2 separate regions of the Zea mays genome follow, and region 2 is linked to region 1. The links are chromatin contacts, called in public Hi-C maps. All regions are on one chromosome and are shown on one strand. Each heading gives the region's core, a stretch centred on a gene start, on an enhancer-like site or on the middle of the called end of the contact. The rest is flanking DNA. Distances are from core to core; before and after follow the strand shown. Region 1 has its middle 53 kb from the start of LOC111590807. Region 2 holds the start of LOC100273622.

What was found. A called contact is a pair of places that touch in the nucleus more often than the background predicts.
Region 2: a Hi-C map of leaf shows a contact between it and region 1, with 5 times the contacts expected there. The contact joins the promoter of LOC100273622 here to the enhancer-like site in region 1. A contact is called at or near these places in 2 of 25 Hi-C or Micro-C datasets (ear and leaf).

The regions. Positions count from the first base shown.
Region 1 is chr1:168,172,549-168,176,415 of Zm-B73-REFERENCE-NAM-5.0, reverse strand. No RefSeq gene overlaps it. Among protein-coding and RNA genes, the nearest start is that of LOC111590807, 53 kb to the left of the region's middle. Within about 2 kb of position 1,270, at least 16 of the 20 cell types and tissues checked have an H3K27ac peak or open chromatin away from gene starts, as enhancers often do. A contact at or near this core is called in ear and leaf, where this site is marked.
Region 2 is chr1:168,373,592-168,377,246 of Zm-B73-REFERENCE-NAM-5.0, reverse strand. LOC100273622 reads right to left here and starts at 2,356. Exons shown (of 9, transcript NM_001148038.1): 1 at 2,084-2,356; 2 at 1,877-1,978; 3 at 1,716-1,761; 4 at 1,536-1,614; 5 at 465-810; 6 at 71-314. The coding sequence starts at 2,155.

The DNA.
Region 1 (3,867 bases), core at 21-2,520:
GATGATTATGTGATATCTGTGATGTATATGTGATGATTATGTGATATATCTTTTGTTTGTTTGGAAGGAATAGCAAAAACAAATAAAAAAGGGATATTCTGGTCACTTTGCCGAGTGTAACCCTCGACAAAGAGGTTCTTTGTCAAGTGTCAGTGTCATAACACTCAGCAAAGAAGGCACACCGGCACAACCTTTTTGCCGAGTGCTGTGGCCTTGGCACTCGGCAAAGAAGCAACCTTTGGCGAGAGCCTCCTAATGCTCTCGGCAAAGGAACTGACAAAGAGACCTGCTGGTGATTTCTTTGTCGAGTGCTAGTTCGGCTGGCACTCGGCAAAGAGGGAGTCTTTGCCAAGTGCCATCTAATACGCTCGACGAAAGACCCGGTAAAGAGGCCCACAGGGAACTTCTTTGCCGAATGTCAGTACAGTGGACACTCGGCACAGACTCCATCGCCGTTACCTAGCGCCGTGACAGCGACTTTTATTTGTCGAGTACTGGCTGACACTCGACAAAGTGTCCGATAAAAAGTACTCGGCAAAGAAGTCATTGTCGATGTATAGTTCACCGAGCTTTATTTGCCAAGTGTCACACTCGGCAAAGGCTTAACTAAGTGTTTTCTAGGCTTTGCCGAGTGTTGACACTCGGCAAAGCAGCTGATTCATGGGGAAGTTGGAATGGATGAGGAGGAAGCACGGAATAATATATGGAATCAGTGAAGAGATAGATACATAGATAGGTGGTGGTGGTGGTGGTGGACGGCAAGGGCCACCACCGCAGCGACTACTAGAGATGCTGCCGCCCTTTACGCGGACCGCGTCTTTTGGTAGAAAGGCGCGGGGCGGGCCCCTGCGCACATGCTCATTCCCGTTGAAGAAAACAGCGTCTAATCTCCCCCGTTTGCAGGCCATTGGTGGTGCGAATAAAAATTTAAAGGCTGCCTTTTGCTGTCCCCGTAAAGCTGCTGATGCCCTCTCCTATCCTGCTGATTCCTGCTTGCTTGCCCATCTTATCTTTATTTTTTGCCGCCACTACTACTAGAATTCAAGCTGCAGGTTTGTCTCCTCTCCTCTCCTCTCATTTTTTTATAGCATCTAGAATGATGAATCGACCGTGGCTTAGATTCCTAGCTGATGCTGTGGATACCTAATTCTGTCTACTACAGTTCTGAAAGATGAATTCTCCTTCTGCGCTGCCCGCGGGCGTACCCAAAGCCGGTGCCGGCGACCACAGCCCAGCGGGAGGACAAGACACGCAGTGATCCAAGTTAAAAGCTGATTGGCCAAATTGCCCGGCCCGTCAGGGACCGCAAGGGTCACACCCACACATCTTGAACTCTTGACCTGGGCTGCAATAAATAAATATATAAAAAAGAATCTTCACATTACATGACACGAGAACGTATCTTGCTTTGCTGGACAGATTTGGAGGGGGGCAAGGCAGGGAGGGGAATCTTTATTAGTTTCAGATCCCCCGGAGATTGCTCCCAAGACCTGCTGTTCACCATGCCCCCCCCTCTGTCTCTTTCTCCACATTGCGTAGGAGCACGTTATGCAAGGGGTTAGTATATATCTTATCTTATCCTATCTTAACCCCTGCATGTTTTTTTAATCATATAGAGTAATGGGCGGCGCTGGTGGTGAGGTGAGGAGAATTATAAACTGGTACAAATTCTCCTCCGATGGGTAAATGGGGACGGTTTCCATCCCCGTTCATCGCGGAAACCCGTTAAATTGACACGTAACGATGTTTTCATGTAATAGTTAATGATAAAAAAATAATTATCTTATTAAGAGACCACTAATTATACAAATGTGAAACGTGTGTTTATTTTAATGTACATATGTTGATTTCTTAGATCTCACAATGTATATAAGTAGCAATATTTTATATTAACAACATATGAAGTACGTTATAATTGTAATTTAAGCGAGGATGGAGGATCCCAACGAGAATTTATCTCCGCGCGGAATGGTGACGGGAAAAAATCTCCCTCGCAAACGTTCGTAGGGATCGCCGTGTAGAATTTTTTTCGTTGCGTGGTCAGAGATGATGAGCTAAAACCTGATGTGAAATTTCACGTTGCCATTCCTAGAGAAGATTGATACCCTGGTCCCTCCCCTCTTTCTGGTTGGGCCATGGAAGCTTGGGGAGATCCGGTGAGATGCACGCAGTCCAAGCATTCCCATTCCTCTTTTTTTTTTTTGTGTGTGTGTGTGTGAGGGTGTTGCCATGGGCCACTCGCATCGCACTCCAGATTCTCGTTCGACTGTGACAGCTCACCAGCTGCAAGCAGTACTGTGCTAACAATGTGCTACTAGGAATACAGACTTGGTGATGAGTTTATGCTCAAACAAAAAGAGAGTCATGATCATGATTTGTTTAAGTTGCAGTTGGCAACTGGCAGACAGGGTCTTAAAGAATTAGCAGATAGCAGGGGAGGATGATGGTGAAGATCAGGCATGGACCAGCCAACTACAGCGTGTGTGTGTGCCCACAAAAGCAAAGCTGTAGTGGTTGCACCCTACTAGCCAAGAGCGAGCCCAGTCTCTCGATCTCAAACGACCAGGGCGACTTGGCCTGAACTAGTTTTTTTTCCTAGACATAAACATCATCGTGCATCAGGAGTAGATTCTAATTTTATCTCTCTGGGGTGGAGTTTTCGAGTGATGGTTTTTATATATTTCGGGACCCTAAAACCTAGTATAAGTGGTACGAATATTATCCGTCTGTATTCGAATTTGATCTGTCTAAGAGTGTTGAAATCTGATCCGTATTCGAGTCTGGATATTTATCCAACCCGTATCCGATTTATATCCGTATACTCAAAGTTGGATATCTAAGGTATCGATATCCATTCAAATCTTATCCGACACAACTCAATAATATCTGTATTCGATCCGAATTCGAAGAGATGAAATACGGCGGCGTCTTATGCATTAATATTCTCATGATTCTCCTAATTCTAGCACACCAACCCCTTCGTATGTACACACCCCTGCTAATGAGCTTTTATCCTAAAGAGCCATTAATATTCTCATGGATCACTATTTCCTTTTGGATATATAATCAATAATCTCTCGCTCGTACTAGAGTCACTCGTCTATGCAACTGTACCCTTTAGGTTCATGTGTGGATGACCATGATCGAAAATTATTTTCATGGCATTAGTTAATAACGGTGCCTAGCGGCACATATTAAATACATAAATATCATAGTTAAATCTCAGTATACATATGGATTGATCCTTTTGCCTCAAGATACCCGTTGAACTCAAGGTAAGAATTATGCCACTCTTGTAATAGTTCAATACTTCACTCGATTTTGTAGTGGGTTCCAACTTTGGGACTAACTTTTTAGACATATCCTTTAATCGCATTTGTATGGTCATGCACTTTCTTAATCAGGCCATATTGAAGAGGCCCAAACATATTTCGCCTGCTATTTAGGAGGGATAATGTTCATTTTTATCTACTCAAATTCTATCCTATGTTTCATGGTACAATCACAATATTGCTTTTTATAACTACCTAGTTATAGAGTAGCATTTCATATCCCCAAAATTCATCACTACACATATTAAGAAACAATGACAATCATAGGTTTAAGGATTCAATAGATATACCACTCAAGAGACGCTTGATGGCACATATTTAACGTAACAATATTACCAATATCTTGGAGTAGGTCAATCCAACACCATGAACTTTACCATGTGTCCACATTACAGGTTTGGTATATCTATATCAATGATCCGTGAAACATGATCATGAATCAATATATGTGCTAGTCTATAAATATCACTATTGTCCCATGAAAGAATTAATATGCCCAATAGTGGGTGTGAATTGGGCTTCTTTGAAGTTTCTT
Region 2 (3,655 bases), core at 1,107-3,606, 200 kb before region 1:
GAGAATGGATAAGAGAATCACATGTTATATGGCAGTCTACGTAAAAGATTATAAGCAATCAGAAGCATACTTAAAGAAGGCAGTCCTATTGGTACCATCAGATTGCAGTAGTATGAAAGTTTCGACAACGATACAGCATCATGCAAAGATCTTATGATGGTTTCACACTGATTTCTGGAAGACCCATAGGAGTCTGGATTCCGCACACAATACAGCATTACAGGGGTATTTGTGTAATCATCAACAATACTCTCCAAAAACTGTGCAGCTACACTGGCAAAGCCTCCAGAATCATCCACAAGAAACTGGATACCCTGTAGTAAATCAAGATCAATAATTTCAAAGGTCAAGACCTCAACGAAAAAGGAGAGAAAAATTCTATAAATTCACTAAATATGTAAGTGAACACAGCCCATTGTGTGAATAGAGTGTTTATTGATAGTTTGCTGTAAAAAAGACAAGACCTGGATATGGTCACATTCTTCAACAAAGAACCTTAGCCTCTCATTCATTTCCTCCATTTGGGACCATTCTGAAACCACCTCCTTTGCAGTTCCATAGTTATCAAACCTGTCAAAGTCTGTCCATGATCCATACAACTCATATAAGCTCTGAGGGTGATACTGAACTTTTGAATAATCAGTCCAAAATTTGACTCCATTCTCCAGATTTGCGACCAGGTCCTTATCTTCAACACTAGCATTGTTTTGGCCATCGCTAGAGCTTGGGTTCTGTTCTTCTTCAGATAAACTTTGTAGGAACAAGTTTCGCTCATGAGGTTTTGCTACTGATTTTGTTACCTTTCCAGACCTGCAACAACTGAGACCAGTTATCACAAGATTCCATGATCCTATCACACTGTTACGGATTTGTGCTCTCTCATCACTCAGAATTAAATCACCACTATACTAACATACATCTCATAGCATCAATAGTACAAAAGCAACACTTTCAACAACAGGCAATGGTAAGGCAAAAGTTGGACGATTTTCCAACAATAGGCAGATGCCATGAAGCAATTCTCAAGCTTCTAGATGAGTGTATGCAATGCATCCTTAGAGAACTCAAGGATTATAATTCTAAGAGGCTAAGACTGATAAATTGTGTCTTCTGGCACTGGCAGCAACAGCATTATGCTCCCCCTTCCAAATTATAAACTGTTTTGGTTTTTCTAGATACATAGTATGTACTATGTATCTACTATCTATCTAGTCATAGTGTATTTACTATGTATCTAGTCATAATGTACATATTTAGCTGCACTGCAAAAGTTATATAAATAGAAAACTCAAGATTTTGAACAGAGTACAATTTTACAAGCAACTGGTTTTGTCTATGTAAAGCTTTAGTCTGCAGCTAGTGTATCTTTAGCCCCATTGCTCAAAACAACCCAAACTACACCGAACTACTGCCTAATCATCTTCAGTTCACAAACGTGGGACGCCAAGAATCGATGACGCTTGAAGCATTTAGTAAGGAGAAAACGGAACATAGAATTAAATTGTACAAGTGATAGGAGTTAGAACATCACTTGCCATGTGAAGATGTTGGGCTCATCTGCAGCTGCACTGCTCGAACCTAGAGTGCCAGAGGAACTTAACGAGCCAAGAGACCCTGCAGATGGCACACCATGTTATTTTCACGACCGCGACAGAGAAATACTAATGAGCACGCAGAATGAAGAAGGAAGAACATGGCAAAAATCAATCCATTACCTCGAGAACCGACTGATACCAAGCGAGGGCAGTAGCTGGCGACGCTCTGAAGAAGTCGAGCAGTGTCAGTGAACGAACACGGAAATGACCAAACAAACCACTATAGTTGGGGGAGGGGATGGGGGGAGATGGTGCCCAAGCGAGTGACAGCCTCTCTCTACCTGGTGTGTCTCGCCGGCGCGGTACAGGACGTCCATGTCGAGCGCGGCGGTCCTGAATACCGGGTCGGCGCCGGGGTCGTCGGCGAGCCCGAGCAGCTCATCCTGCGGAGCAGAAGGTAGATTGCCGAGGCGTCATCGAGCTCAGGCACAGTGAGTGCAAGGACCCGGGGAAGGAAGGATCTTCCGGGGAAACGATCAGCTAATCACCTGGAAGTTCCAAAAGTGGGAGCCGACGAAGTTCGCGAAACCGCCGACCTGCACCGTCACCACCTCCCTCATCCCTGCCCTCGTTGCTCCCACAGCAGAGAGCTCTGAATACCTCTGGACGCGCAATCAGGTGTGGGGCGGTGCGCGGAGGCGGTGGGGGCGCGGGGAGTTGGCTGTCGACGGCGGCGGCGGCGTTTTGTGAGACGGGGGTAAGGAGTGGGCCGTGCGAGAGGAAGATTGGCTCATCCAAGGGCGGCGTTTTGTGAGACGGGGAGTGACTGAGCATGAGGTTTTTTTTTCTGAATGTTGAATCTTGTACTTAGATTTTTGTGTAGTGCTATTTTTAACAATTCTATTTTTGCTTTACAGGCTCATCGGTCCAAGCGACTAAAAAGGTCAAAGAAGCTTTGCAGCTGGAGAATTATTTGGTTCTATGAGTTCTAGCTTCATGTTAACTATGATTTATGATATAAATTTTTTTTAAAGCGGCCCTTCCCCCACTACTAGAACCATACGATCCTAAAAATGATCTAGAATTGAAAGATGTCCTTACTGAACTTAAGGTGGTACACAAGGCAATAGACGAAGTTGTTGATGAAGCTCTGAATGAAATTGTCGAAAAAGTTTTGAACGAAGATTAAGAAGCCTTTGTAAAAAACACTTTTAAGAATATGTCGGTTGTATATACGAACAATTGTGTGAAATGCATGTTCTGTATAAGTAAAGATCTCGCGATATTTCTTTATGCAGCTTGAAATAAGTATACGTACCGTTTGAGCAGAATGAGCAAATACATATTTCCTTCCTTTTATGCTTTGTAAAAAAATGTTCTATCAACCGAATTCTTATTTAGTCGAAAATACCTTGGAAAACACATGTCTGCTCAGGAAGAATGATGTCCCCTTTTTTGCCCTTCTGTCTCCTCTATATACTCTTTACAAGGGTATAAAATAATGGAAAACATATACGATGCAAAAGAATGATAAAAAATTTAAATGTGCCTTTATTTTCTGGATCTGACTTTGTGTTTCTTTGGGAGCGGCTTCAGAATCCTTTTTACTTGTACACATGGGGAACAATTTCCCTTCTTTTCCCTTTATATTTATGAATAATGATGTGCATCGTATGATGATGGAATGATGGCATGATGCTGTTAGAAATATAGGCATTTTCCGTATTATTTTAATTCCATAAATTAACATTATGATGATGACATATAAAATATGTTTAATCATAAAAATCATTATCTCAAATATATCCATAACAATATGGATCAAGAGAACATGAAACATATGAATTATATAAATATAATAAGCATATAAACATGGAACATATATTATTATGGAACAACTGAAAATAAACAGATAGCAACATAAACAGCATGACTGTAAAATTAAAACAGACAGATCTATCATATTACAAGTATGATCAGGCATCAGACACGTCATGATATAATGCGACAAAACAGATTTGATAAATTTATGGCTATAAATAAAACAGCAGGTATGAACATATATAATTTGCAGAATGAAAAACAGTAAGGAGATGAATTGATCATACCCTCCCATGCGC